Linked DNA regions of Mus musculus: all the other regions are linked to region 1. The links are chromatin contacts, called in public promoter capture Hi-C maps. All regions are on one chromosome and are shown on one strand. Each heading gives the region's core, a stretch centred on a gene start, on an enhancer-like site or on the middle of the called end of the contact. The rest is flanking DNA. Distances are from core to core; before and after follow the strand shown. Region 1 holds the start of Mab21l3 (mab-21-like 3). Region 2 holds the start of Ap4b1 (adaptor-related protein complex AP-4, beta 1). Region 3 holds the start of Syt6 (synaptotagmin VI). Region 4 holds the start of Trim33 (tripartite motif-containing 33). Region 5 holds the start of Tent5c (terminal nucleotidyltransferase 5C). Region 6 holds the start of Dennd2c (DENN/MADD domain containing 2C). Region 7 holds the start of Nras (neuroblastoma ras oncogene).

Evidence for each region. Promoter capture Hi-C pulls out the DNA fragments that hold promoters and counts their contacts.
Region 2: a promoter capture Hi-C map of liver shows a contact between it and region 1, with 4 times the contacts expected there. The contact joins the promoter of Ap4b1 here to the promoter of Mab21l3 in region 1.
Region 3: a promoter capture Hi-C map of liver shows a contact between it and region 1, with 2.7 times the contacts expected there. The contact joins the promoter of Syt6 here to the promoter of Mab21l3 in region 1. A contact is called at or near these places in 2 of 39 promoter capture datasets (hippocampal neurons and liver).
Region 4: a promoter capture Hi-C map of hippocampal neurons shows a contact between it and region 1, with 2.7 times the contacts expected there. The contact joins the promoter of Trim33 here to the promoter of Mab21l3 in region 1.
Region 5: a contact with region 1 is called in a promoter capture Hi-C map of liver, with 4 times the contacts expected there. The contact joins the promoter of Tent5c here to the promoter of Mab21l3 in region 1.
Region 6: a promoter capture Hi-C map of hippocampal neurons shows a contact between it and region 1, with 4 times the contacts expected there. The contact joins the promoter of Dennd2c here to the promoter of Mab21l3 in region 1. A contact is called at or near these places in 2 of 39 promoter capture datasets (hippocampal neurons and liver).
Region 7: a contact with region 1 is called in a promoter capture Hi-C map of liver, with 4 times the contacts expected there. The contact joins the promoter of Nras here to the promoter of Mab21l3 in region 1. A contact is called at or near these places in 3 of 39 promoter capture datasets (hippocampal neurons and liver).

The regions. Positions count from the first base shown.
Region 1 is chr3:101,834,163-101,838,403 of GRCm38.p6, forward strand. Mab21l3 (mab-21-like 3) reads right to left here and starts at 2,061. Exons shown (of 7, transcript NM_172295.4): 1 at 1,759-2,061; 2 at 832-1,102. The coding sequence starts at 1,080. It overlaps Gm33381 (a long non-coding RNA gene), which reads left to right. Exons shown (of 3, transcript XR_003954538.1): 3 at 641-1,257.
Region 2 is chr3:103,807,428-103,811,668 of GRCm38.p6, forward strand. It overlaps Ap4b1 (adaptor-related protein complex AP-4, beta 1), which reads left to right and starts at 2,090. Exons shown (of 10, transcript NM_026193.2): 1 at 2,090-2,630. The coding sequence starts at 2,518. Dclre1b (DNA cross-link repair 1B) reads right to left here and starts at 1,960. Exons shown (of 4, transcript NM_133865.2): 1 at 1,473-1,960; 2 at 645-810; 3 at 1-149. The coding sequence starts at 1,661. Gm15471 (predicted gene 15471) reads left to right here. Exons shown (of 5, transcript NR_040412.1): 5 at 787-1,013.
Region 3 is chr3:103,573,066-103,577,306 of GRCm38.p6, forward strand. Syt6 (synaptotagmin VI) reads left to right here and starts at 2,180. Exons shown (of 8, transcript NM_018800.5): 1 at 2,180-2,475. The coding sequence starts at 2,313.
Region 4 is chr3:103,277,117-103,281,357 of GRCm38.p6, forward strand. Trim33 (tripartite motif-containing 33) reads left to right here and starts at 2,177. Exons shown (of 20, transcript NM_053170.3): 1 at 2,177-3,330. The coding sequence starts at 2,763.
Region 5 is chr3:100,486,691-100,490,931 of GRCm38.p6, forward strand. Tent5c (terminal nucleotidyltransferase 5C) reads right to left here and starts at 2,502. Exons shown (of 2, transcript NM_001142952.1): 1 at 2,404-2,502.
Region 6 is chr3:103,100,482-103,104,722 of GRCm38.p6, forward strand. Dennd2c (DENN/MADD domain containing 2C) reads left to right here and starts at 2,178. Exons shown (of 19, transcript NM_001384113.1): 1 at 2,178-2,257.
Region 7 is chr3:103,056,450-103,060,690 of GRCm38.p6, forward strand. Nras (neuroblastoma ras oncogene) reads left to right here and starts at 1,836. Exons shown (of 7, transcript NM_010937.2): 1 at 1,836-1,991; 2 at 2,456-2,583; 3 at 3,752-3,930. The coding sequence starts at 2,473. Csde1 (cold shock domain containing E1, RNA binding) reads left to right here. Exons shown (of 19, transcript NM_001161854.2): 18 at 1-28; 19 at 437-1,737. The coding sequence ends at 484.

The sequences.
Region 1 (4,241 bases), core at 811-3,310:
GTCAAGGTTCCACAATATAGTAGCCCAAGCTAATCAGGAATCCACTCAATAGACCAGGCTGGCCTTTGAACTAACAGAGAGTTGCCTGTCTCTGACTTCTGAGTGCTGGGACTAAAGGTAGGTTCCACCATGCCCAGCTTACAAATGAAGTAATACTTTTTGAAGATTTTGTTTTAATTTTACATGTATAAGTGTTTTGCCTACATGCATGTCTATGCACCACAAATGTGCCTGGTGCGCCTGGAGACAGAAGAGGAGATTAGATTCCCTAGAACTGGAATTACAGATGGTTGTGAGCCACCATGTAATGCTGAGAATCAAACTTGGGTCCTCTAGAAGAGCAGTTAATACTCTTAACTGCTGAGCCATCTCTCTAGCCCCCAAACAATATTTAAAAACTATCAGTTTTGTAGTTTTAAAACAAACAAACAAACATTGTCTTAAGTTCTTTTTGTTTGGTTGGTTTTGGGTTTTTTTGTAGGTTTTTGTTGTTGTTGTTGTGTTTTGGTTTTGTAGCTGTTTTTGAGGCAAGGATTCATGTAGACCAAAATACTCTCAGTTTCTGATCCCCATGTCTGTCACCGTGCCTGTGCCTGGCTACTCATATCCCAGTAATCCCACTCAGATTCTCATTTTACAGAAAGAAGTCTGAAGTCTGAGGCTCAGATAATTAACTGGCCATATGGACCTCCTCAGGGTGCTGAGGGTAGCCACCCTGAGTTCCTGAGAACGAGGCATCTATGGCCTCCAGAAGCAGGGGATTCCTTCTGATCAATGGCCATGGGATGGAGAGTTAGAGGGTGTGCCCAGGAGAGGCCAGCCCTGGCTCACCTTGCTCAGCAGGCAATGGTCTAAGTCTCCCTCTGGAAGAGACTTCATGGCTTCTTGGTCAACCCCCAGTATAGCAGCAACCTTCTGCTTTCTTTCCCGATGGAGGACAAATCTGGTGGGTAGCTTTCCCAGCAACGTTACTCTCTGGATAAAACTTCTCTGGAATTGTGAACGTGGACCAGAGACTTGACTTCTTCTTGCCTGCTCACTGCAGTTTTCCTTTCCAGCATGGAAGAATTCATCTGCCATCTTTCAGGGAACTGTAGAAAGACTAAAAAGGAGACGTGATGAAAACGAGTTGGAACTTATCCTGTTTTTTTTTTTTTTTTCTTTATCCTGTTGTCCTGGCACCAGGTGCACCTTGGTGCCCAGTACCTTACATCTCCCCGTCCTTACCTTGTTGACAGTAAATATCCCTTGGCCCTCCACTCCTGAAAATTCTGCAATTGATTTACTTCCTTACCATAAACAAATAAGAAATTGCAAACAAGCCGCCTGGTTTTTCATCATGCCCGGCACAAGGCTTGCCAATCAGATGAGGGCCAGGAGTGACATTTAGAAAAGCCTGAGCTCACAGGGACACTTGTGTATAGAGAGGCAAGCTTACATGCTCGCATAGTCACACACAGACACAGGCACACACACACACACCACATGCATTCACAGAGACACTTGTGTATATAGAGGTAAGCTCACACGCTCACACACTAATACAGACACATACATGAACTCACAGAGACACTTGTGTATACAGAGGCAAGCTTGCCCCCCCCCCTCTCTCTCTCTCTCACACACACACACACACACACACACACACACAGAGAGAGAGAGAGAGAGAGAGAGAGAGAGAGAGAGAGAGAGAGATACAAACAGGTAGATACACGCAGAGAAAAGTAGGGCAGAGAGTCCTGCCTCTCACCTGCTGACCTTAGAATGTGATTTCCCACTTGGACGTTGGCATTCAAAATATACTCAGTATAAACAGGCCCCTTAAGAGTCTAGGACACATCTAGTTTTACCAGTAAAACTCATCCTAGAAAACCGACAATAAGTTCCCAGTCTGACTGGTTGGGCCTAGTTTTACTCCAGGAGGGAAAATATCCCAGCAGCCTTATCTCCCTAAAGCTCGTGAGTATCACCGTCTTTGATCCGAAAGACTGACAGACAACAGAGCTGGCAGTCCAGTTCATGTCTGAGCAAGGCTTTCAAACAGGCAGCTCTCCAAGCCAGCCTCCTCAATGCTCAACCGCAGCCAATCCAGCCCTTCCACTCTCTCCCGCGGCCCCAAATTTGCATATCCTCCCAGACAGCTCCAAGGAGAGCCACATCAGACCCCACCCACCTCCCTCCTCCAGGCGCTGGGGCGGCCTTCTCCAGGCTTCATCTGCCAATCCCAGGTCTTATACCAGTCCTGAAAAACTGAGGATCCACAAAGGTCCCCAGAATCCCCCTCCACGCTGACTGCCTTGACTTTCCACCTGCTTTTCCGTGTCCTGGAAATCCCCTTCTCTTTACGGCACATGCTCTGAAATGGTAAGGGAATCTCTGTCCCTTGACTGCTGTTACTATAGTCATCATTCCGAATCTACCACATCAGCTTTTCACTAGTGAAACAAGAAGCTCTACCCCCTAATCTGCCTTTGGGAATTCTCTTTCCATGTTGCTTTCAACTCTGCTGAAGTCTCCCCACCCCCACACTCACTCCCTTCCCCACACACATACTTTTATTTTCACCCTAACTTCTGCTTTTGCTGGAATCACTACTGCATAGTCCCTGTCCTACGGCAGGGTCTTTCCCAATAACAATAAAGTTGCCCCGGGTTTCTGGAATTAAATGCCCACACCTTCACTATTCTTGCTCTAACACCGTCCCGTCTCAGTCACTCAGTACTACAGATTCAAGTGTTGTATCTGGAAACTTCTCTTGCTCCAAGATGGAAAGATACTTGCCAGGTATGGAGAGGGAATTCTGAATAATTGAACTATAGGAGGAACCCAGAGAAGGAAAGGCACTGTGAACTCAGGGCAGCTGCCTGTAGATGTATTCCCAGGAGAGCCACATCTGAAGATTGGTGTGTTGTGTGAACACAGCTTAGAGTAGCATGGCCTGGTTCCTAGTGCACTGGTAAGGTTCCACAGCACAGGGCTATGGCACAGATGAAGGCTCTGGCAGCTCCTATCAGACAGGCTGAGGAAAACAGGCTTTACCGGCAGACACAGATCTCTAGTTAATGGGACAACAGGTCAGCGAATGTCTGTTGGGTAAGGGTGTGCCTGAAGCACTGTGCCAGGCCACCAAGAGGGACCTAGTTAACTCAGGCTTTCCTCCGTCCTCAGGAAATAGAAATCCTCATTTTTTTTATAACATGCCAGTTTGAAAAATGGAAACCAGCTTTAGCCCAATTCAATCTGTAAGGACCAGGCAGGTGAGATGGCTCAGCAGAGATAAGCATCTGCCACCGAGCCGGAGGACCTGGGTTCGATTTCTCCCCACCTCCCAGGACCCATATGGTAGAAGGAAAGAGTGAACTGCCTCGTGTGTGCATCCACACATACATAGAAATAATAGATAGATAAATGTAATAGATTTGGAGGACCAATAACATGTTTAATGTCTGCTTTCCAAAGTATTCACAACATTTTATTTATAGTCTTGTGTGTGCACACAGAGGTCAGAGGACAAGCTTGGATGTCAGTCCTCAAGTACTTTCTTTTTTTTTTTTTTTTTTTTTTTTTAAAGATTTATTTATTTATTATATGTAAGTACACTGTAGCTGTCTTCAGATACTCCAGAAGAGGGAGTCAGATCTTGTTACGGATGGTTGTGAGCCACCATGTGGTTGCTGGGATTTGAACTCCGGACCTTCGGAAGAGCAGTCGGGTGCTCTTACCCACTGAGCCATCTCACCAGCCCCCTCAAGTACTTTCTACCTTTTCTGTGAGACAGAGTCATTCACTGTCTCAGGAACTTTGTCCCTTGCTTCCAGGCCTTCTGGGCCCTGCCTCCCATTGCTGGATCCCAGGCATTTGCCTCTGCACCCAGGTTTTCACATGGGCCCTGGGGATCTGAATTCATGCCTTCATGATTTTGAAACAAGAAGCTTATTAACTGAGCCAGTTCAAGGTTTTCAAAAACCTTAAGTCAAACCTAATATTCACTCTGAGGCATGAAGCACCCATCTTGAAAGTGATGTTTAATTGAGTGATGAGGCCAAACAGAAGAATTCAGGTAGAGGCTCAGAGAAGTCAGATTGAATCCGTCATTTTTGGAGAGGAATTTGAGCCAGAACAGCTGAGTTGAACAAGCCATCCAGACCCCAGGAAGCTTATTCAGCAGTAACTCTCAGAGGCCTAGATTAGATTGAAGAGAGGCTAGAAGCTTCCGGGACTCGGCCTAGGTTGACAGACAG
Region 2 (4,241 bases), core at 840-3,339, 2.0 Mb after region 1:
TAGCTGGACAATCTGCTGAGTAGCCTCTTGTCGGGAAGGAAGAACCAGGGCTGGATTGCAATTAGTGTTGTCTAGATACAAAGTATGAATCTGTTTCCCCAGTATCAGAGCAGGTTCCTTCAGCATGGATGGTGTATATCGAAAATCACCTGGAAGAATAATATGTGGGGTATAAGAAGTGGGCAAAAAACAAAGGCTAGAAGACAAGCCTCTTCTACCTTCAGTAGCAGATGGAGATTGGTTACGAGTTTATGCAAAAACTGTCCTGGCACTGAACTGTACAGTCTAGTTTCTTTGTGAAAATGTCTCTTTCCCACTCTTGGAGATTTTCTGTTTGATTGATGTTTTTCTTATGAGACAGGGTTTGTCTACATAGGCTGGGTGTCCTAGAACTCACTAAGTAGACCAGGCTGGCCTTGAACTCATAGAGATCAGCCAGCCTCTGCCTTCCAAGTGCTGGGATCAAAGGCGAGCACCAACATGCCTTTCTTGTTTTCTTGCTCTTGTGATTTTATTTAACAAAGTAAAGGATGGATGGTCAAGTAGGAAATCAGTTGGAAAGGGTCCCTGTGCCTGTATGGGATAAAGCTATCTTTCTGGGTAAAGGTAGCTATAAAGTGTGAGGAATGCCTTGGGAGGCTCACCTGTGTATAGAATTGTTCCAAAGTATCCTTCAAAGAGAAACATGACAGAACCAGGGCAGTGATTGGCATCTATGAGCGTTACAGTCATGGTTTCTTGCCCAATTTCATCTAGAGGTAATACATGACTCTCGCCAACCTCCAGGGCCCGGATCCAGTGCTTAGACACCTGAGGAAAACAGTTGGTCACCCGAGTAACCATAGACTTCTCTTTCATCAAGGAAAGCTGACCGAGTTCTGAACCACTCTCATGTAAGCTGTTATAAGGATTCCCAAGAAATCTCTCCTTCCTCTTCTGTCTCCCACCCTTTGTACAGATTTAAACTCAGAATCTGAAAACAGTCTAAATAAAGATTCTCACACTTTCTCCTATCATGATAATCCCAGCCATGGGTGGGAAACAACTGTCAAAAAAAGTTCCAGTCTCACACCAGCCACTTCTACTGACACAGACAAGATGAGGAGATGTTAGACAATATGTGTTTTTATCTAGCACATTAGATGAATTATTGGGGGCGGGCAATGAGTGTTGGGGATCTAACTTAGGGTTCTTGCACACACTAAACAAGTGTTCTATCACTGAACAGTCTGGTAGATTCTTAAATGCAAATTAGGAAAGCACTGGTTTTTGAAAAGATAGGAATCATTTCCTTGACTAAAAACCTCCAGGTAGTTAACTAGAAGCCAGTCTCATTCCGGGATCAATTCCCACATTTGTAAAAATTCAGTCCTTATGTCTCCCACTCGGTAATCCCCCAAACTGTGACAGATCAGAAGTCCCCACCCAGATTCCTGGACTAGGTCTCAGCGATCAAATCCCAGCCCCAATACCTGCAGGCGACGATGCAAGAGGCAAGCAGTGATGGGAGAGCAGTAGAGGGGCCGGGCCCAAGTGCTAGACAAACCCACCGTGTGGTCACAGTGCATGTGGGTTAAGAAGAAGAGCCGCGCCGAACCGGCACGGCGCAGGCTCCAAAAGTCCACAGCAATGGGCGTTTGGGGGATTACGACCCCGTTCATGGTGGCAGAGTTGAGGTGTCACCCAGTGGGGTCTTCGCGGGAACCGCACTCCTGAGTGAGGTTTCCACGACAGCGTCCCAATGACAAGTGGACTCTGGAACAAGTCCAGAAGCCCTAAAGGAAAACCATCCCAGAAACGGAATTAGTAGACAGAGTGAGAAAAAAGAAGGTGGCCGCGCTCGGGACGATCAGGATGAAAGCGCCCAACGCGGAAGAAGTCGGGAGAGCATCACTCACAACCGCGCGCTGGAGCTCGGGCCCAGTCCCCACATTGTCAAAGCTCGCGCGGCGGCGGGGAGACAGACCCTAGTAGTTGATTTCCGATCGCCGGCCGCGGCGCTCACACAGTGAGCTGCGCGCCTGCGCCGAGGGGGAGAATGGGTGGGGGAAGGGCGTCCGGAGGTCGGTGCCCCCCCCCCCCCCCCCCCGGACCTGCGCTCGGCGCTCGGCGCGACCCGGAAAGCTGCTCCTTGTGTCTCAGGGCGACGGGGCGGGATTTCCGCAGGAAGCTGTCTGGGGTGTCCTCGGCCACTGGGACTAGATTCCCAGGGAGGAGGCTGTGCTAGGTCTTTGGCCTTTTGCTAGTGTAGAATTCGTAACTGGGCCTAGAGAGAGTTGAGATCTGCTGGGCAGAGCCAACGGCCTGTGGGTCTCCGGGCGGCTCCTGAAGGGTCGGGGCTCGCCCGAGGACCCAAGAATGTGTTCCGCCCTGGGGGGCAGGCACAGCAAAGTGACATCTCGCCGTTAGTGTTTTCACTGACTACATCTCCTTTATTCAGGCTCCCACATCGAAATTAGGAGGAGCCCACGAGTTCCCTACGGGTCTGTGGAAACTGTCCCGTGAGTGTTGGCGACGATGCCATACCTTGGCTCTGAGGACGTGGTGAAGGAACTGAAGAAGGCTCTGTGTAACCCTCATATTCAGGCTGATAGGCTGCGCTACCGGAATGTCATCCAGCGAGTTATTAGGTATCACCAACCTACCATAGAATTCTAACTCCCCCCCCCCCCCCCCGGCCCCACTTTTAATCCTCTTCAGAGCTCTGCGATCACTCTGAAAAAGTTAAAGAAGGGCAGTTTTATCTTTTGGCCTTGAGGCTGCATTTCTGGGTTGTCATCTCAGTCTTCCGTGTGGAACACCATGCCCAGTTGAGAGGTCTCCTTCATACCACAGGCTTTAGCAATTGCGGCTGACTCCTGGTTCAATGACTTAACGTAGAACAGTTCTCCCTTTTTTCTAGATTCAGACCTGTATATCTTTCTGCTTGCTTTACATTTCGACTTGGATAGTTCATCAAAGATATGACCAAAATAATACTATCATTCTTCTCCTCTTTAAACCTACTATTCTGCTTGTATTTGTGTTATGAATGTCACCAGGCACCCTACCAAGCTTGCTAGTCAACCTTGAAAACATTGTCTACTGTCAGGTGGTATGAAAAATTCAAAATATCAATTCTTGTTCTTAAAGTTGTACTGTTGTTGGCTCAGGCTGTAATTACCAAAGCCTGTTGTGGTAGTTTATTAATAAGTAGCCTTGTCTCCTCACTTTGGTTAGGATTTTTTCTATTATATATGTTTGAACGTGTAACTAATCTATAGTTGTAGCTCAAAACTGTAGGTAGGACACAAAAGTCCCATGGGGTCCTTTTTTAAAAAATCGTGATCTAGGGATCAATTCTGATTTCATTAGGATGGGATAGAATCCAGGAACTGTATTGTAAATAAACAGTCTCAGTTGATTGTAGTAGTTTGGTTCCACAACATTGGAAACAGTAATCAGTGGAATGAAATCTAAACTTTTTGTTTGTGTTGTTTTGTTTTTGTTTTTTGAGACAGGGTTTCTCTGTGTAGTCCTGGTTGTCCTGGAACTCACTCTGTAGACCAGGCTGGCCTTGAACTCAGAAATCCGCCTGCATCTGCCTCCCAAGTGCTGGGATTAAAGGTGTGTGCCACCACCGCCTGGCTGAAATCTAAATTTTTTATCATGCCACCCAAGGAACAAAAAGAATGTTTAGTTCTTGCTCGTGCCTCCTAGCATGAATCATTATCTGTGTCACGTTTTCCCAGTGAGCTGGTCACAGAGCTAAAGCGTTCTGTGACGAAGCATTTTCTGACTTCCATAGTGGCATGTGGATGTGGATCTTCTTGGTCTGTATTTTGTGTATTACTTCAAGTAGTTACACTGGATTTTTTTCAAATCAGTGATGTTCTTAGCTGACTTCTTAGTTGATCTTGAGTTCCTAAACATCTGAAGCCACTATGGAAGTCAGAAAATGCTTCTTCACAGAATGCTTTAGCTCTGTGACCAGCTCATTTGGAAAACGTGACACAGATAATGATTCATTTTATTTTGTTTTGAGACAGCCCTAGCTATCCTGGGAACTTACTATGTAGGCCAGGCTGGCTTTGAACTTTGAACATGGCTTTCACCTGCCTATGTTTCCTAAGTGCTTGGGTTAAGGGTGTGGGTCACCAAGCCCTGCTTTTTTAAATGTTTATGAGCATTTTGCCTGCATGTGTAAGTGTACCACAAGTATGGCTTGTACCTGGTGTCTGTGTATGTCAGAAGAAGGCATT
Region 3 (4,241 bases), core at 930-3,429, 1.7 Mb after region 1:
CCTACACCCACTGTCTCTGTGCTCGTCTCTTCTATCTCTTGTCAGTGTCTCTGTCTCTTTCCTGCAGTTACTCTGGCACTCCAAATGTCCTAGGAGCCTGGAGCTCAGGTTTCTTCCTGCAGCCCTGTCAGGGCAGAACCTCTTTCGCTCTGTTAGCTTGAGAAATGCCAGAGACGCAGAGCTGCCTGCCGAGTGTGGAGGTTGGATCCGGGAACAATGAGAAATTATCCGTTAATTCTCAGCTCCTGCCACCTGCTCTGCTCCGAACAGGCTCCTTCCCTTTCAGTGGAGAGGCAAATTCCCCTACTCAGTGTTAAGCAAAATATTGATTTCCCTGCGTCGCAGACCTGAGCCCTTGGAAAGGTGGTCCCCGTTTTTTGTTTTTGTTTTTGTTTTGTTTTGTTTTTCCATTCTTTGCAAAGGGAAACAAGGCGCTTTGTTCTGCTAATGTTCCCAGGAAACTCGAGAGGAGGAGGGAGAAATCGCCGCGGAGTGAGAGTTGCCATAAACACCAGCAGAGAGCAGCTCTCCATTTGTGTTTTACATAAACACAAAACCCCCGCTTGGGAAGCTGCTAATGAGAGTGTTGCCTGGGGCCTCGGAACTCCGAACTCTCCTCGGGGCTGAAATCTACATTGGTGATGGAGGGGAGGATATCGGGCGTCTGGGTTCCTCAGGTGGGTGGAAGGCAAGTGGAGAGGCAGAAGCTTACCTGTTGTTGGAACAGCAATCCAGCACCACTGCCTGGAAGGTGGTCTGGATTGAACCATGGATCAAGCCGTCCTCAGTCCCTTCCGCTCAAGTTCCCACACTTCTCTATGGCAGGCTCTAGGGACCCGGGTGGAAGCTGCGAACCCGCTATAATAGCCCCTCCCCACTCTTCCCTAACACAGCGCGCACAAGCTGATTATACCAACCGAATCTTCAGCACCGCGGACAGGGACACTGCGCCTGTTAGGAGAACCTCCAGGCTGAGAGAAGAGGTCTCTTAGGTTGAGGCCTTTCTCTTGCTACCCTGGGCACTGTCTGTCTCGTGTTTGCAACTATAAGGGCCAGTTGATGCGGCTGGTACAGATGGTGCATGGTGGTGATCGTCTGGAGCTACCGCTCCAAATCTCCTCTCTCTGGAACCTGAGTCGCAGCCCAAGCCACCTCCAATTAACGTGTATTCGGAGGAAGGACCCTCCTCCCTGACCACTCTCACTTGCACACACCAGCCCCGTAGCTGCAGGTGCAGGGGCTCCAGCTAAAGTTTCTTTCCCAGATCCTACTTCGGAAAGGCAACACAATGATGATAGGTGAAGGGTGGGAGTCTACTGTGATAGGGCCTTAAGGGAGTCGCTCTCCTGTCTGTTAGCAATGGCTCCTAGATTTCCAGGCCTGGGTGAAAGCATCCCGAAACTAACAGCCACCCTGCTTCTGAGTCTCACTTCACAGTTCCTGAGGGGAGCTCCTTTTACAGTCTAGCCTCCTATTTAGATTTCCGTCTTTTTGGTCCTTGTTATATATGCTTCATACAAAAATATATTATTTATGGTGGGTTTGGTCTGATGCGTGGAGGTGGGTCTGGTGGGAACCGAACCCCTTTCTGAAATGCTCCCCACTCCTATTCAGAAACTTTCTCCTCCTGTTGCCATGGAGAGAGACGGCCGCTGCCTCCAGTCGCCATAGCAACGTGCGGGTGCCTCGGACCGCAAGATTGCGGGGCTCTGAAAGTCTTCTTTACAGTTCCCCTCGCTCTGCCGTCTTGGGGTCTTATATCTCCGAAGCCCAGACCCGGAAAGTCTGGCTAACTTCTCCTGTTAACTCTCTTTGCAGGGTCCTCCCGCCATACAGTCAGACCACTCCTTTTTATGTTGTGTTATTGCGATGCCCACTTGTTTGGCATGTGGCAGTTTCCCCAACGTTTTCACAAGCACTACCTATATATTCCCAGGGAGCTCATAGAGCACCAGTAATTATTACACCTCGTTTACGAAATGGAAAACTGAGTCCCAGAAAGGCCCAAGGTCATATCCGCAGTGAGGACTCAGTTGGCCTTGATCCTGCATGATGTGGGACAGCGGGGTTGGAACCTGCCCGGACTCAGGCAAGTCCCTGAGTGTGGAGGGGGCGGCCGTGAGGCGCCAGACTTGCCAGCTGCCGCGGGATGCCACGTGAGGGGCGGGGACCCTGCGGGGAAGTGATTAAAAGCAGAGCGGAGCCTCAGGGGGCCGCTGCGGGGAGGGTCTTCTTGGGGCCTTCTTACCCCGCCCCAGTCCGGCCGCGGCTGGAGTTCGAGCCACTACTCCGCTGGCCTGAGTGTCCGGGGCATGAGCGGGGTTTGGGGGGCCGGAGGGCCTCGGTGCCAGGCGGCGCTCGCGGTCCTGGCTTCTCTGTGCCGGGCCCGGCCGCCCCCTCTCGGGCTGGACGTTGAGACTTGTCGGAGCTTCGAGCTGCAGTCCCCGGAGCAGAGTCCAAGCGCGGCAGACTCAGGTACTGGGAGACCCAGGTCCCTCTCCACTCCTGGATTTCTCTTCTCAGTGGCCTCCCCTGCCCAAGGTACCAGCCCAAGGGCCCCAGAACCTCAGAAGTCTAGCTCGGAGTCCCAGTCTGGGTCAGTTCCCTGGCTCACCGCCCGCAGGGAGAGATTCGAAGAGGACCTGAGAGGAGAGAACCCTTCTCCTTCCAGGTCACTAATTATGAGAGCCCGGAGATGCGGCATCCTTGGGGCCTCAGTTTCCCTTGTGTCTTGGGCTCATCCCAGGAGCGATTGGCCAGGGTGAGGGGAATGGAGACGTCCTGGGCACGGAGGAAAGCTGTGTTTCAGGGGGTGGGGGGCTGTCCAGGGTTCAGGATCTAGGATCCAGGGCTCATTAGTGACTGGGTAAAGGCTGGCGGTGCCACTGGGCTTGGGAAAAACTTGCGCCTGCAGCTGGCACGCGGTCTTTGTGTCCAGGTTTCTCAGCAGCGAGTGGCTGTCTGCGTCTCGCCGGGGGGGAGGGGGGACGGGGGGCGGGGTGGGGAGAGTGTCGTGGCGTACCCCCACCCCCACCCGGCACCCCTATAACTCGCTTCCTCGGTCTCTCTCTGACTCACTCGGACTCCGGGCGGGTGTTCAACTGAGCCGGTGCCTCTCACCGACTTTGCCAGGCGGGAACCTCCTGCCCCGGCCCCGCGGACCCTGCGCCGGACGCAACCCCGGCAGCCGCCAAGTCTAGGCGGCAGCCCGAGCCGAGTCCAGCTCCTGAGCCCGGGTGAGTCCTGAGCCCGAGCCCCTCGGGGACCCGGTCCTGCGTGCAGCCGCGACGTCTCGCGGGAGTCGCGACAAGAGGGGTGGCGTGTCGCGCCCTGGCGGCGGGAGCCGCGGGAGTGTCCGCGGCGTGACAGCCGACCGGCCCGGGTATGTACCTGCTGCACCAGTCTTTGCCGCCAAGCTCTCCTGCTGCAGCGGGATCCTTTGTCCCGCAATTAGGAGGGTACAGGACAGAGGAAGTATGGGTCGTGTCCCCTCGGAGGGAAGGGCCCGGGGGCAGCCTGCGGCCCGGAGCGAATGCGGCGTGGGGGTGGGGAGATCCTGCAGAGACCCAAGCGCTGGAGTTCCTTGGGGCTCTGCAGACTCACCGTACCTTGTCCGCGACTGAGACCCCGATCAAGACCCTGACCAAGACCCTAGTGGCTCCGGGCCTAGGCTTAAGTGGGAGTCGCTTCGTGGTTCCATATGGCTAGTGAGGGAAAGACAGGAGGGGGCTGCTAAAGGCAGAAATGTGGTCCTCACGCATCTCTCCAGGGACAGGTAATCAGGGACCAGGGGAGAGGTACCCAGGAGCAGGTGCAGGTCGGGCGAGCTCCCAGTGGCCTCAGATTCCAGAGCGCCTTTTCCATTTGAGGTTAAAGGTCAAAGATAGAGGAAGATTCCAGGTTAGGGATAGATCCTGTGAGAGGGAAGGTAGAGAGGTCAGGGGAGGCTGTGTGTATGCTCAGGGAGGGAGGCTGTATCCAGCCTTCTGTGAGTGGAGCCCACCTCACTTCTGTATGAGTCATTAGGGATCTCTCTCTCTCTCTCTCTCTCTCTCTCTCTCTCTCTCTTTCTCTCTCTCTCTCTCTCTGTTTAATCAATGAATTGACGACTGCAGTAGAAGAGACCAAGATTAGACATAAAAAACTTTTGAGAATGGCACAGTGATAAAAGTTGGCTCTGCCTCTTTGGGAGTCTCAGAACAGATGAGACTGACATTAGACACTGGTCCTCTGTTGTATCT
Region 4 (4,241 bases), core at 927-3,426, 1.4 Mb after region 1:
CTGTGCACTGTCTCTGTGCTCTACTGACAGTTCCTTTGCTGTGGAGAAACTTTTCAATTACATGTAGTCTCTCCATCTGGTGACATTTGTGGCTAGCTCTGTGTTATTGTTCCGTTCAGAAAATTCTTGTCTAGCCTAATGATTATTTAATAGCCTAAGATATTGAATTTGTATTATCAAAAACCTTTACAATGGCCGTACTATGTGGATCAGCAATTCCATTTTTAAAAATACTCCGAACAGAGACATGTAAAGGATGGCCATAATGCTAATCATAGTATTTTAATAAAATATTACAAACTACCTTATTGTTTAGCAATAGATAGCCAATGCATTATAATATATTTATATAATATTAAAAATCTACTTATTATTTAAGCTAGTATATATTTTATTAATTGCAAAAGTTAGGGATGCCGGGCATGGTGGCGCACGCCTTTAATCCCAGCACTTGGGAAGCAGAGGCAGGCAGATTTCTGAGTTTGAGGCCAACCTGGTCTACAGAGTGAGTTCCAGGACAGCCAGGGCTACAGAGAAAACCTGTCTTGAAAAACCAAAGCCAAAAACAAAACCAAAACAACAACAACAGCAACAACAAAAAGTTAGGGATATGTCTGAAAGCACTTTGTAAATTGGAAATTTCTGCTTATGTACTGTTGTATTTATTACTGGAATACCAATGTCCTCCTCCGTGGTCCTGGAAATACAGAAAAGCTGGTAGATAATGATTAGATGCAGAAATCCTGTTCTCTTTGATACTTGTGGTTTTTGAACTTAGTGACAAAGCATATGGAAGTTAATGTGTTCTTTGCATACCTTTGCACACCTCAGTGACATACTTCCTCCTGATACTTTCAAGCCGTTCTGCTCCCAGGTGACCAACCATTTAAATAAATGAAACTATGGAGGCCATTCTTTGTTTTTGTTTTTTCTTTTGGTTATTTTGAGACAGGGTTTCTCTGTGTAGTCCTGGCTGTCCTGGAACTCACTTTGTAGACCAGGCTGGCCTCGAACTCAGAAATCCACCTGCCTCTGCCTCCTGAGTGCTGGGATTAAAGGCGTGGGCCACCAGGCCTGGCCACATGGAGGCCATTTTTATTCAAACGACCACAAGTGTTATCTCCTATTTTTCCTTTCCTTGTTGAAGCCATTCCTCTCACACTAATTCCAGGGTCTCTGTTTGCCTTAGGCCCTTTGTTTTTTGCCACCTGCTCCTGTCTGGAATACTCTTGTGCAAGCCAGGTTTCTTCACCTTATCAGCAGAGCCCTTGCTCAATCAGCACAAATCCTTTACACTCGCCTTATTTTTACTCCAAAGCATTTATCATTTCCCCCGACATACTCTCCATGTTCATCCTCTAAACTGTCAACTTCTTGAAGGCAGAGAGTTTCTTTGTTCTCCTGCAGGAACCCCAACGTTTCTATCTTAACACGAAAGTCAGAAGAGATTTTGAAGGAATTGATGAAAAACGCTTTTCTGTGAATTTAAAAACTCACCCAAATAAATTTCCTGTATAACTACGGTCTAGGACGGGCTTGTGAGACTCACATTAAAACAGCTGTTGCACTTACATCATTTCCCCTCCCCCATTTCTTTTTGGAGGCAAGGTCTCCCTATGAAGCCTGATGCTTAAGCTGGCCAGGAACTCAGCAGTCTCCCTGCAGGTGACTACAGGTGGGCACTATATCAAGTTACACTTGTTCTGGCAGCACTGGCTAAATGAAGGTCTGATGGCAGCCTGAGGCGGAGAGGCCCGATACCAACAAAACAAAACCCTTTCATAAAGCTTCTAAGATTGAGGTGGTGAGGACAGTCAGCTGGCCCACCCGGGGACGCCGAGTGAGATTCTCGGGATATAATATTGGTTAGAAACATGGTCTCCCAAACTGGCACATCAGCCGCAGGGACTTTTCAACATTCATCTGGTTTTCAACTTCCTGATTCTGTTTTGGGGTGTGGCCCTGGCATCTCTGTTTAGAAAAAAGCTCATTTGATTGGCTTTCAGGTATGTAGCAACGTTGGAGAATCACCTTAAGAAGCTAAAAATAGCTATTAGAAGACTTCTGTCTCACCGCAGGAGCCTATATCTGGAGACTTTTGGGGTGTGTGTGTACGTGGTGGGGGGAACTCTGCGCAGCCGCTCTCGGGTGTCACAGCCCTCTAGAGAACGCGGTCCAGCAACACCCAGCGAAGACCCAGGTGGTCCGCACCTCCTCGGTAGGAGGCCTCCGCGACCAAGCGCGCGACAGGTGAAGCTTCCGCGGTGGCGCGCCCGTCGCTGGGGATGGCGTCGCCGTGGAGACGCTCGCTCGGGGGCGAACGCAAGCCGGCCTCCTACTCCTGCATGTTTTCCCTCCCTTCTTCCCGCACCACCGCGGCTTCGGCGCTAGCAGCCACATCATAGAGACCCAGTTCCACCAGCTCCTACCGAGCTACACAACTCCAGCCGGGTGGCAACAGACCACACCGAGGCGCGGAGCTGCATCGCGGTCTGTCCCGCGAGCGCGCGCGGCCGGAGTTCCCGCCTCCCTCCGGAGGACGTCGGTGCGTACGTGCGCGTGCCCACCCCTCCCGCCCCGCGACGCGAGGGCGGGGGCGCCGCGTGCGCGCGCGCTCTCGTGCGTTCGCTCGCTCGCTCGCTCGCTACTTCGCTCGCTCTCGGCGGCCGCTCTTGCTGTGGCTGCGGCTGAGGCTGGGGGCGGCGGCGGCGGCGCGAGCGGCGGGCGGCGCGGGGCGGTCCGGCGGGTTCAAAGAGGAAAACATGGCGGAAAACAAAGGCGGCGGTGAGGCAGAGAGTGGCGGCGGGGGCAGCGGTAGCGCGCCGGTAACCGCCGGGGCCGCCGGGCCCACGGCGCAGGAGGCGGAGCCGCCTCTCGCCGCGGTGCTGGTGGAGGAGGAGGAGGAGGAAGGCGGCAGGGCTGGCGCGGAGGGCGGTGCGGCTGGGCCCGACGACGGGGGGGTGGCCGCGGCCTCCTCAAGCTCGGCCCCGGCCGCCTCGGTCCCCGCGGCCTCAGTGGGCTCCGCGGTCCCCGGAGGCGCGGCATCGACGCCGGCTCCAGCTGCTGCCCCAGCCCCGGCCCCGGCCCCGGCCCCGGCCCCGGCCCCCGCTCCCGCCCCGGCTCCTGGTTCCTCGTCGGGGCCACCTCTCGGACCACCAGCCTCGCTTCTGGACACCTGCGCGGTGTGTCAGCAGAGCTTGCAGAGCCGGCGCGAGGCGGAGCCCAAGCTGCTCCCCTGCCTGCACTCCTTCTGCCTGCGCTGTCTGCCGGAGCCGGAGCGCCAGCTCAGCGTGCCCATCCCTGGGGGCAGCAACGGTGACGTCCAGCAAGGTGAGCAGCAGGCCGCACCCGGGAGAATCTGGTGTGGCGGCTTGGGGTGCCGAGGGTGCTCGGACGGTGCAGTGCAGAGAGGTCTCCGAGACGAAAGCTACGGCCCCGGGGACGGTTACCAGAGAAGCTGCACCGCCGGAGATATGGGGAGAGAGAAGGGAGGGGTGCCGGCTGCGAGGGGCTGGGGGAGGGGATGCTGAGAGGGAGGTTTGAGGCGCTTCTGCAGAGGGTGGACTAAAGAGACAGAAAAGGGGTGTACCGAACCCTCCGTGAGAAGTGAGTTGGGGTGGGAAGGCCTGGTCCGACAGTGTTGATAGCTAGGGGTTGGAATGGATTGCTTATTGGCCTGTTCGGTTAAGAGAAAGAGCTACCGATTAAATGGTAATAAAAGACATTGGAGTCCTTGGGTTAGAAGAAGGCACTAGGGTGACATTGCGATGAGGAGCTTGGTAAGTGATATTAGTTGTGAGGGGCCTGCGTGGTTAAGGGGAAATCCTGGGATTTGAGGATGAAGAGAGGAACTTGGAAGGGAAGAGTGTCAGGGAGAGTTGGGCTTATGTTATTTCATTTGTTATGCATTAATAGCTCAAGTATTCAGGGCACTGTGCTAGAACTGAATAAAATGCTCAGTGAGGACTCCTTCAGTCCAGTAGTGGAACCCTGTGTCACCTGAAGCAGTAGAGGTGTGGGTATCATGGTTGTGGCATTAGAAGGAAGGCCTGGCTGGAAAGCTTGAGTGACCACTTCGCGGGGGCGGACAGTATTCCCAGCACAGGACACTTTCTACAACTCTAACTAAAGGATGGTATGTAAGATGACTGGAAGTTAGATTGGATTAATTGGCTACATAGTTAAGGAAGTCCATCCTTCCAGTTTCTGGAAACTGTGTTTGGATTTGAGATGCCATATTG
Region 5 (4,241 bases), core at 1,252-3,751, 1.3 Mb before region 1:
ACCAACAGACTAGTTTTAAACCAAGAAACACCTCAGATTCTGACTCACTCCCTATTAATCTCCAAACATTCAGAGAGAGATAGAAGAGAGAGGAGAGAGTGTCCAGGAGGCCAGGAAAGAGATAAGAACCCCCTAGCCATCATCTTAACTCTTAGCCCATCTCTGCTTCTACAGCTTTTCTTAATAATATAGGCTGTCCTTCTTCCATGGCTGATTCTACGACAGCATAGCATAGAAGAGAGATAGAGACAGGGTACTACTTAGTAGATGAAGCTGGGAAGGGAGGGCAGGAGGGAGGGAGGGAGAAAGGAAACATTCAATGCAGCTTTCCAGTTTTGTTGCAGCTGAGCCTAACTAATAGTACAACAGGGCTCAACAGTCCCCTTTTAAATTGCTTTCATTGCTGAGTGGTTCCTGGACTTTCCCATGGGCAATGCAAAGCAAGTATAATCTGCCTGCCCTTGGACACTGGGGGATGCATCCCCACTGGGGTTGGTGATGGAGGGCAGAGGCTGGAAGTCCTGCAGAAAGCTTGGTAGCTATACTTGCAGCAGAGCTGGAAAAGCTGGAGAGCGAGCCCTTGGCACTCCACTCACACTCAGACCAACAGGCCAGGAGCCAAGTCCTCCCTTCTGAGTTCACAAACTTAATCTCTAGATACAAGGTAGGTATTATGGGAGAAACTCAGACTAAAGAGTGTGACTGTTTGTTCTAGGTGCACACACTAAAGTTACTCATAAAACTTCGGGACCTTTCTTTTAGTAACAGTCTAGAGATCGCTCAACAACCCCCACAATTTTAACTATAGTAAGCAACATCCTGTGCAGATCCTGGGACAATTATTCCACACATCGAACTCTCCATCTAAAAGCTTCTTAAACCAAAGTGTCTCTTCAGAGAGAAGGTTTCAGCTGTCCGATCCGGATACTAAGATACTAAGCCCTCCATCCCCACAAACAAGGCCAGCAGAGGACAGGACCACTGGTGGTCCAGCTGTAGCAGCTGGGAGAGAAAAGTGGCTCTTCGTTACTCCTCACCCCACACCCTTCGACTGCGGGGTAAGATGTGGAAAAACAATCACACCTCTGGTGACTTCCAGCAAGATAGAATTCTTGGTAAGCCTTCCTACCACCCTCTTGGCTGCCTGGCTAGCTTTCTGGCTCCCTCGCTGCCTTGCCAAGCAAATTACAGTGGAAGTTGTTGTAGCCAGCAATGGCCACCGTCACCCTCCTTCCCAGAGTAGCGGGGCAGCTGGGGACCTAATTTAGGAGGATTTGACCATCTTAACTTTATTTCCAGAACACCAAACTCGTCATAATTCAAACTATTACATACACAGCTATTCTTAAAAAATCAGTAAGTCTATTAAATCTTTCGTTGTAAGCACTTTATCCTCAATTGAGGGAGGGGCTTAAGACTTGGGTCCGGGCTCTGAACGGTTTCTCCACATTAAAGGTTGAGAGGAGAGAAAAGAGGCCTAGACCACCTAGGGATGACAATCGATGCTGGTGGAAGTTTTGCGTTCTTGAAAAACCAACTAGGCATTTCCTCACCAGCCCTCCAGGACTTTGCGGTCTCCTGCCCTCCAGCCTGCCCGCGCTAGGTGTAAAGGCTACCAGCTGGTACTGCAGGTTCCTCAACTTCTTCCTATGGAGAAGGCTCTCACCCTCCTCGCAAACTGCGCTAAAGAAGTTCCCTGACCCGGACGATCCGGGAGCCGCGCCTCTAAGCCACCGACAGCACCGCTATCAGAGTCAACGGACTGACTACATGGCTTTCAGCCTACGCAGTAAGCGACTTTCGATCCCCAAAGGGGAGGAACCAGGTTTCACAGCCGCTGAATTCTCGAGAAGTTTCCGAGAGACGCGCAGCTTCGATCATTTGGCCGCGCTGGGTGTCCACAGTCCCAAAGGGAGAAGGATCTCAGCCGCCATCCCGGGCACCGAGCCCAGGAAACTGCCCTCCCCTCGCCGGCCAGGCTTTAGCCCCGACCGCTGCGTCTTCATCTGCGCCGCCAAAACCGCGGGGTTCAAAATCGCCCGGGTTCCGGGCTCGGTGTGCGCGCCACAGGGGCGCAGCTCAGAGCCGGAGCACCGACTAGGTGCAGGGAAAGAGCCCCCTACACTCCGGCTGCCGGGGCAGCAGGAACTCGCCCAAGTTTGCCAAAGCCCGGCCACGGTCTCCGAAAAGTTTGCCTCCTTCACAGAGGAAAGTTTGCGTGAGGGACGCGGGAGCCAGGCGGGTCCTGACACCTGCTGGCATCTCTCCTCCATCCCCGGGGCATGCCACCAGGCTCTGCCGGGACTGACCCTAAGCGGGAAAGCGCGGCCCCCCCCGCCCCCCCCGCCCCGGAGGACCGCAGCAGCATCCTCCCACCTGCGGAGGAGGGGAGTGTGGACTCACCTGGGCGTTGGAAGAGGAGGTGACTGAGGCAGGTGGTTGGCGTGGGCAGCCCCCAGCAGGAGCGGAGCGGAGACTGCGGCCCCTAGACAGCTGCGGCGAGTGAGCGGTCCGGCCGCCGCCCCCTCCGATCTTAACCGGCCTGACCACTCCCCCGCGCCTCCCCGCCCCTGCCCCCGCCCCGCGGCCGGCCTCCCGGGGGAGCCAGGGCGGGGCGCGCCGGCCGGGGCCCCGCGGGATCCTTGCGCCCCGCGCTGACGGCGGGGGGCCGGACGAACGCCGCCCTCTGATTGGCTCCTCGGGTCAATGGTTGCCGAGAGACGAGTAAACCTCGGGCGGCGCAAAGGGGCGGGGTGACCAAGAGGCAGCGTTGCGCAGGCGCAATAGAGAGGTGCTTTGTGGGCGGCGAACTAACTTTGGGGTTGAGGGCACAATTTTCCTCTGTCCTCTCCGCTCCACTCTGCCGTCTTCTTTAGCTTTCCCTTGCCTAGACTGTCCTTCCCTCTACCCCGCTTGCTCCCTGGCGGGCGCGTCTTCTTTCAAACTTTTAGGCGCTCCTCGCCCCAGTGCTCTCTGGTTTCCGGGAGCCGGGAGTGGAAGCCCACGCCTGCCTCGCGCGGTGTTTGTGAAGTCGGAAAACTCTTAGGTGGGCCCTGGAAAAATCTTTCTGATTCCTCGAACAAATTGGCTGGAGGTGAGGTCGTGGTCCTGGGGGGAAGGAAGCAGCTGTGGCCGCGCGGACCACCTGTGTGCAATTGGCGATCCCGGGAAGCTATCGCCAAAGCCTTAAGCACAGCAGCTCAGCTCTCCAGAGAGCAGCGCTGGTCTTTGCTGCTTGTTACTGCTCGCAGGTGTGGGACACACACACACACACACACACACACACACACACACACACACACACACACTCACTCACTCACTCACTCACACACACATAGTTGATGGCTCACACACACACACACACACACACTCACTCACTCACTCACTCACTCACACACACATAGTTGATGGCTCCGCTGTGGAACTCTCCTTCACCACTTAATTACCCGGAAGGCCTTGCAAGAAGCTATTGTGGTTTGGTCTTTATTTTAAGACAATGCCTCCTGAACCCCAGACAGGCCTCTAAGTAGCCTTGGCTCACCTTTAACTGATCCACCTCTGTGCACCTCCCAACTGCTGGGATTATAGGCGTGGTCTACCACGCCCAGCTTTACTGACCGTCTTGACCTATCCTCCAAAAACACTATTTCCCATCTGTATTATGGGAGGAAGGACGAGATAACCGTGAGATCAATATTATGGAAATAGCTATTAATCATGCACTGCTTGCTAAAAAGTTCATGCCAGGTACTAAATAAATCAGAAAGCAGTCGTTAATAAACACTTGTTGAGTTTCGTTTGACCCTCTCCTGGGTACTGGGGCCTAGATGGCTTCCCGAATCGGTGCTCTCTTCTGCCCTCTCCACCTCTGTGGAGCGTGAGTATCCGTATCCAGCAGTGTCTGCTAGGCTATGAAGAGTTCTCACACATGCACATGCTTTCTCTGGTAGGGGAGGCGAATTCCCAAAACTAAAACAGTGTAAGACATCAGTATGAGAACTTACATGTTCTTGAACACAAATTCAGGATATATGGCCAGCTTTTTTGTTGATAATGTGAGCCCTTTCTGATCTCACAGTGTCTTTTATTGTGTACAAAATGATGGGTGTGTGTACTCACAGAGCTGTCACCCAGAACATTTCCAGCTTAGCCATGGCCCCTGTCACTCAATAGATTGCAGGGTTACCAATATTAAGAACTCAGTCTTCATATGTCAATTGTTCTGGTATTTGAACTATTCA
Region 6 (4,241 bases), core at 928-3,427, 1.3 Mb after region 1:
AGTTTCAGGACAGCCAGGACTATACAGAGAAACCCTGTTGGACCACCCCCCCCCCAAAAAAAAAAGAAAAGAAATAAAGAAAGAAAATGAGCACTTGTGAGCAGTACTGAGGGAAGAGCTATCCTAGTGGGGGAGTCTTAGCTTGCTGAAGCAGGAGACCTCTGAAACGTGTTAGAAATATCCCTACTAGGTACAGTGGTGCATGTCTTCAGTCCCACACTCTGGAGGCAGAGGCTCTGAGCTTAAATAAGCCTGTTTTACATAGTGAGTTCCAGGACAGACAAAGCTACATAGTGAGGCCCCATCTATAGATAGATAGACAGACAGACAGGAAGACAGACGAGAGAGGGGAAAGAAGGAAAGAGGGAGAGGGGGAGGGGGAGGGGAGGGAGAGTACTTCCTGTTAGGAGATGCTCCAGCTATCCAGATTATATTTGCTCACACACAACTGTGTTGCCATCTAGTGGTTGGGTTGATAATTCACTGTTTATTAAAAAGGGGGTTATGGACTAAACATAAAGATTTTTTTTTTTTTTGGACACCAAAAGTATAAGAAAGATTTCATTCTACTTTCAAGTTTTTCACCCCTGAGGTTGTGAGATGTGTGGAGAGCACATCCCTCAAGACTTATCACAATGAAATTCGAGCAAATTCCTGAGTGTTTTCACTTTCTGCACAGGTAGCCGTGAGCTTAGGTGTGCCCCTTGGGACGTGCTCATACTAGCTGTGGGGTAAGACTCCTCTTCCCCATTCTTGAAGTTCAAATTGCTTTTCGGGGAATATTTATCAAGGACCTGATTTTATTTCATGTTGGCTTCCTAGTCACTAAAATAATACAAATTACTATGTATTATCTTCAGACTTAAAGGACACCTCTCACCATTAGGTGTAGCTCCATCCTACCCATGAGAGGGCAGTAGAACACATGCATGTTAATTAACGTTCATCTTGGAATTCAAATCTTCATCCTGCTAAAGAATCTTCGTGGATGCAAACTTCAAAATGTAAATCTTAAAAACGCTGTTTTAGTCCCGAATTTCACCTTGTACAACTATCTGTGATACTTTCCAAACAGACTAGATTAAATGCCACTTGTGTTGGCTCAGGACTATGCTTGCACCCCAGAAGCAGGGGTAGGAGGATAAGAAGTTTGAAAAATAATAAAGAACACACATGTCTACATTTAAAGACATACACATTAGGTAAGGGATCAATGGAGTTTGCAATGTATTCCAAACCATATTTACATTTATTTCCTCACTGGAGTATTTTAAAGGAATTGTCAATACTTCTCCCTCAGGTAGAAAGTAATCCTTTTACTGTCCCCACCTCATGTCCCCACCTCATAGCTTCACAAGGGATTGGGACTTTTTTTTTTTTTTCCAAGTCTTGGTTGAGTTGGCTGGTGACAGTCATCCGCGATGTGTAATTAAACACCTCTCTGTGGCAGTCTTCTATTTTGGTACCTCTGTGTGAACAAGCCAGGGAAGTTTGGTTACCAGACACAAGGTCGGATGGAGTGGGTGGGGTGGAGTGGGGCGGGGCGCGGTGAGGTGGGGCAGTTAGATCGTGCTGGGAAATAGGTTCCACTCATCCCAGTCTCGCAGAGTGAAACTGGGCTATTCTTGCAGCAGGCACAGAGCCATGTGCATACCTGAGCAAGATCGTGTGGTAGGGAGAATTTAAGCGTGAGTCTCAAGTGGGTGTGGCAACCCAGTCGGCACCCGGACTAGGCACCAAAGGCATCCGGCTTGTGATTCCAAACCCGGGGCCAGGTGCGTTATTGGCATCTCTTTACTAGCTGGCATTCCCGATGAATGTTTGCTCCCTGAGCTGCTTTGGGGTTTTCTTAAAGAAGTTGCTGTTTGGCTCCTCTGGTTCTACTAGGCTCTGCCTTGCTGTAAAGGTCTGTCTCGTGTAGTCGCACAGACCGTAGATCCGGAGATAGAGCTTTGGCTCCAGGCCTGGGCAGGGGCTGCACCGTGGAACCAGCGCGGTGCAGCGCACACTGGTACCCCAGCGCTGGGGGCGGAGAGACCGCCTGGCGTGGGTTCCGAGCCTTGAGGAGAGCCCTGGAAGGACAGAGCCTTACTGGGTGAGCTCGGGGGCGTGCCCAGGCAAAAGAGGGCGTGTCTTAGCCTGGAGGGCGGGGACTGCGGAACCTGTGGGGGCGGGACGAAGATGTGGGCGCTGGATCCCAGAGGCCACCGACGCGAGTCTGGGATCCCTGCGCGAGGCGGCGTCGCGGCCCAGGCAGGTAGGCGACGGGATGCAGCGAGGGAGTGGGGCCATGGGGCCTCTGCCGCTCAGCTGTTGGCGTCGCCCCATGGCGTCCCGTGTGTTCGTGGTCAGCCGAGAGCTGGGTACCTCGGGCCAGGGGAAGGCGGGTGTCAGCCTGCGAGCCGCGGGCGCGGTCGGGGGTGCAGGGCCGGGGAGCCCAGGCGCTCGCCGCCGCGAGGAAACGCGCCTATCAGGCGGTCTTGAACTTGGACGTGCCCGGACGGAGCACTTCAGACAAGCGGTAAAGCGTGTGTTCGCGCGCTTTGCTTCGGAACTACGGGGCAGGCACGATAGAGGAAGTCGTCAAGTAGTTTTTTAAGATAAAATTCCTACAGTGGGACTGGAGTAGGACTGTGGAGTAACCAGGAGAGAAGATGATGATTAGATTGTGAGTCAAAAGGCTTCGCTCTGGAGCTCAGAGCCGCAAACAAACCGTCACACCTCCGTCAGGGTTAACTCTAAGAGGTGTGTGTCCCCGGAGTGCAAAACTGGGACGCTCATGGGTTCTCATGTTCTGAGAGGAATGACAGTGTTCTACAAATGTCAGGCATTGTTGTTTGATACACACACACATGCACCCCGGAGCATGTGTAGTTTGTAAAACTACTAAGTGCCTAGTACAGTAGGCACCCTGGTAAACCTTTATCCCAAAGCTACTACTGATTCGCCTGTATTGTTAGAGAAAGTTCTAACTTCTGTTTACTATGTAAATAAGTTATCTAAGCGTCATTTCCACATAATCACCATTGTTTGAAGAGCAGAGCTATTCTTAACTGAGTCATGACATTTTCTAAAATAGCATGCTATCTGTATACCGTAGTGCAATCATTTACCATGAAGCTTGTACCAATCAGAAAATCTGTTACTTTGCCTTAGATTAGCTGAAGGTATTTCATAAAGTGAGCTGAGAGTACTGCCTCAAAACAAGACTTTTATTTTGCAAATTCAGGGGCTGCTTATAAAAAGATCTGAGTTCTCTAAAACAAAGTTAATGTGTGGCTGTGGCATTTGTACAGTTTTTATTATAGACATTTGTGTTCTCTACTTGTGTGTGTGTGTGTGTGTGTGTGTGTGTGTGTGTGTGTGTGTGTATTTTAGGGAGAGATGGGAAATTTAAAAAGGAATAGCAGTCTGTAACCATGAGGTTTCTACTAGGGATACGTAAGAGTGATCTGGAGTATTTTCAAAGACAGAAACCAGCAACTGTAGTAATTGTGTCTCAAGGCCTCTTGTTAGTCTGTTAAATGTGGCAATTGACTTTTTTTAGATGCAGAAATATCAGTGTTTTTGATTGAGAACAGTAGGCAATTTCTTTCCTTTTCTTATTTAAAATTTAAAATTAGGGCATGTTTGTCACCAACGTGCAAAGAATCCTGGGTTCAATCCCAGTACTTCATAACTGGGTATGGTGGTGGTCCCATCCCACTCAGCATAAGAGAGGTGCAAGAAGGGACTCAGAAACTCCAGGTCACTCCTTACTATGTAATGAGTTTGAGGCCAGCCTGGGATAGTGTGACTCTGTAAAAAAGCAAAACAAAACAAAGTTAAAAATTCCTCATATTACAGGGCTTGCGAGATGCTTTGGGAAATGAGGGCACTTCTTGCCAAATCTGAAGACCTGAGTTCAATCCCCAGGCCATGTAGAAGGACTTAGCCAGCTATGTAGATTGTCCTCTGACCACAAAATGTGTCCCAACACATTGCCCCTTCCCCAAAGTAATAAATGTAATAAATTTATTTATTTATTATGTGTATATGTGTGGGCACCCAAGGTGCATGTATGGAGGACAGAGGGCCATTTGTAAAACTTAATTTCTCCTTCTCTTGCATGGTGCTGGGGATTGAACTTGGGCTCAGTGGCAAGCACCCCTACCCACTGAGCTAAGTCACTAGTCCTTCCTTTCTGTCCTTGTAGGATGAGACTAGGGTTCTGTGACTACTGCTATCAGTGAACCACATCC
Region 7 (4,241 bases), core at 586-3,085, 1.2 Mb after region 1:
TCAGCCAAGGGGACCAGATAACTCAATGGTATGATTTCATTAGGGATGTGAGGGAGGTCAACTAATAATCTTACTTGAGCTTAAAGAAGTTAGTGAAGCAAGCAAGGGTTGCTTATCACTAATTTGGACTCCCTAACACATTAATTCAGACCCTAATAGAGTAGATGCTTTCTATAAGAAGCACTTCTTTCCGTTTTGAGATAGGGTCTCATATGTAGATTAGAGTGGCCTTGAACTCCCCACTCTCTGCTTTGCCCATGGTAGGATAACTGATTACACCAAGAAGTGCATTTCTTGGTATATTCTATTTAATAAGTTTCTTACTCTTAGGAGAGAATTGGTAGTGGATATGATAAATACTTTCATAGTTGATTTTAGAATTGTATGTTGTGATTGTCAATACACTCAAATCATTAACTGTTATATTTCTTCATAGGGATTTGGTGCAGAAAGAAAGATCCGTCAAGCTGGTGTCATTGACTAACCACGTCCACAAAGCACATCATTAATTCACTATGGTCGAGTTGGGGGGATTCTGGTGAAGGGTTCTGAATATCTTTCTCTTCATCCCTCCCAAAATCTGGAATACTTATTCTATTGAGCTATTACACCAGTTTTAACACCTTCCTCGTGTTATGTTTAAAGAAAAAAATAAATAAATTTAAGAAACCATTTTAAAATTATGCACAGTTGCAGCCTGGAAAACTTAAAGGTGGCGCCTTATAGTGTCAATTTAGGAGCTTTATTTGGTGCATTTAACGCAACTGGTAATTGCAAATTCCACTTGGCCTGTGTAAGTGAACAATGCAGACTGTTACTTTGTTGGCCCTATGAAATTCTGCACTCTAGTCAGTATATACTCTACCTTCATGACTTAACACTCAGCTGCATTCTTTTCCTATTTTTTCCCTGTTCATTATGCTTTAATTCTGAGGACCATATGAAGGTAGAATATATTACCTTTAAAAATTGCAAAAATTTATATAGCAAACGATATTCTTAAGTTGATGGCCAAATGTTAAAATGTTATTTTCATATCATTTATAATCTTGTCACAATCCACTTAACGAAGTTTGATTACATTTCAGTGAAAATTATCTTCCCGAGTAGTTTTTTTTTTTTTTTCTTCCTGGGATGGGGGGGGTAAATAACTTTACTACAATTAGTATGTGTGGTGCAGAATTTCATGCAAATGAAGTGTGCCAGCAGTGTGATAATTTAAACATATTTAAACAAAAGACGAATGCACAAAATTGCTGCTGCTTAGATCACTGCAGCTTCTAGGACCCAGTTTCTTTTACTGATTTAAAAACAAAATGAACAAAAAAATAATAATAATAAAAAAGTTGTGCCTGAAATGAATCCTGTTTTTTTTAATAAATAGCCCCGTGGTTCCAGTGCCCTGTTCAATACAGGCACTTGATCCTTGGTGTAGCTTCTGTTCAACTTTGTATCACGGGAACGGATTGGCCTGATTTCTCGGCCTTCATCTTGAATTGGCCCCAAACAGGGTCCCTGGCAAGTGGAGTGAAGGCTTTTTGTCTAACAATGACAAGGGTCAGCTCAGGGGTTGTCGGGGAGGGCGCTTTCATCTTCCCCGTTGTCATTTGAGGTTTTGAACTCTGGGTAAAGAGGCCGTTTATCTTTGTAAACACAAAACATTTTTGCTTTCTCCGGTTTTATGTTAATGGCGAAAGAATGGAAGCGAATAAAGTTTTACTGATTTTTGAGACACTAGCACCTAGCGCTTTCATTATTGAAATGGGGGCGGGGCGGGGCTGGACTGGGTGCGGCCGGCTGCAAGACTCTAGTCGTCGGCCCACGTGGCTGGGGCGGGGACTGGGGCGCCTTGGGCGCCTAGTGATTACGTAGCGGGTGGGGCCGGAAGTGCCGCTCCCTGGCGGGGGCTGTTCATGGCGGTTTCGGGGTCTCCAACAGCTTCTCAGGTTGAAGTCCAAAAGCCTCCCGAGGCGGGGTCTGCGGAGTTTGAGGTAAAGCTCCGGCCTGCCTGGCGTCGGACTTCTCAGCGTGTGAACGCCTGGCGGGGCGGGGAGACGCGGAGACTTGGCGAGCTGAAACAAAGGCTTGGGTGGGGGACTCTGGCTGGCTCTGGGGTGATTTTCGGAGCCGGAAAGGGGAGTTTCGGGAAGTGGTTGTGCCAGGCGGACCCCAGAGCTTGGGTTTGCAGGAATTGGAAGAGGGGGGTTCTTTTCCCGTAAACTGAGGGCGGGGCCGAGTAGATTGAAAAAATAGTCGCTGGTCTTTAATCCAATAATCTGGCCCGCACTCATCTGCAAGGAATGCTATGTTTCTGAATCACTTTGAGAACTTAGTGGAAGGCCACGTGTATCGAATGGGTGCCTTAGAAACAGAAGAGTTTGGTAAACTCATAGAAGCCCTTGAAGTATTGTAGGTTTGGTTTGCCAGTTTAATCGTAATTGCTGCTTTTCTACAGGTTTTTGCTGGTGTGAAATGACTGAGTACAAACTGGTGGTGGTTGGAGCAGGTGGTGTTGGGAAAAGCGCCTTGACGATCCAGCTAATCCAGAACCACTTTGTGGATGAATATGATCCCACCATAGAGGTGAGGCCCAGCCCCTGCCTGGCCCTTATCCTCACTTTGGGCTTTCTCTTGCCCATAACGGCTCTTTGAAAGTAAAGAGAAGAGAAAGCAAGGAGGTATTCCAAAAAAGCAGTAAACAAGTTCGTGCTTACTGAGGATTTCCTTTTAAAAGAACACAGTTTTCATTGTTTCTTTATGTCACAGCTCTTTAATAGAAACGTAGGTCACAAGGAAAAAGATTGTAGGCGATCATACAGTGAGGATAGAGAACTCAGAGCTCTGGATAGTCTGAAGTTGTCATTTTTGATCTAGTCCAGATTGAGTTGGGGTAGAAACAAGTTGAGATTTTGAGTCATTGTATCTAGGAATTTCTTCACAATTTAGTTACGGATATTGAGGAAAATCACCTAAATCCTTACAAGTCTCATATTTCTATATGACGTTAAATTTCTATCACTTCCCTGGGATTAATGGTGCAGGTATGTATAAGTCCAATTTGTAAGCATTCAAGAGGCTGAGGGAGGAGGTTTCAATTTCTAGGCTTGCCTGAACTACTTACTGAGGCCCTGTTTACAAAAACCAAATATTTTTTTCATGTGTAAACCTGTTCTAACACACAGGAATGTTAGTTAAATTCAGATGTCTACACAGGTTACATTTTAATATATTCATGAAACAAAATATAAGCACATTTCCAAAACCACAGATAAGGTCTTCTAAGTTTGGACTATTATATAATAAAAATAAGAATTTGGCCATAAATCCATACTAGATGTTTCTGGTTTTGTTATTTTTTATTAGTGGTTTTGTTTTCTTTGGTTTTTTGTTTTTGTTGTTGTTGTTGTTATTGTTTGTTTGTTTTTTGTTTTTGTCTTAACCTCATAACTCAGGCTGGTTTTGTTTTTGTTTTGTTTTTTTTTGAAACAGGGTCTCACTGCACTACCCTGGCTGGCCTGAGACTTGAACTCACAGATATAAATTCACCTGCCCTTATGTCATGTGTGCATGCATGCGTGTGATTATGTATGTGTATGTTTGTTTGCTATTCATGCTACTGTTAGCGGGTTGAGGGTAAATCACATAGGTAGGCGTATTCATCCTGGTTAATTACATTTCTCTGGTTTTAAATAAAGATTGAGCCTGTCCTTGTCCCCCCCACCACCACCTCCTCACTCTTTCATATTCCCAGGATTCTTACCGAAAGCAAGTGGTGATTGATGGTGAGACCTGCCTGCTGGACATACTGGACACAGCTGGACAAGAGGAGTACAGTGCCATGAGAGACCAGTACATGAGGACAGGCGAAGGGTTCCTCTGTGTATTTGCCATCAATAATAGCAAATCATTTGCAGATATTAACCTCTACAGGTACTGGGGATATTTTCTGAAACAAAAAATTTGTATGTGCTCTGAAACTATACTAAAGTATATGGACTTAGGAAACATACAACTTTTTAACATTTTGGTGATATTGTTTTGTTTTGTTTTGTTTTGTGGAGGCCAGAACAAGTGCAACAGCAGATATGTGCCATGGGAGGCAGAAGACAGCTAATAAAAGCTCCCTCCTTAGGGCCTGGGCATCTTGGCTTAGTTAGCAGGCGCCTTTGCCCATGGACCATCTTTAAACCCCAAATATTAAAAAGAATCTGCTAGGCAGTGATGGTGCACACCTTTAATCC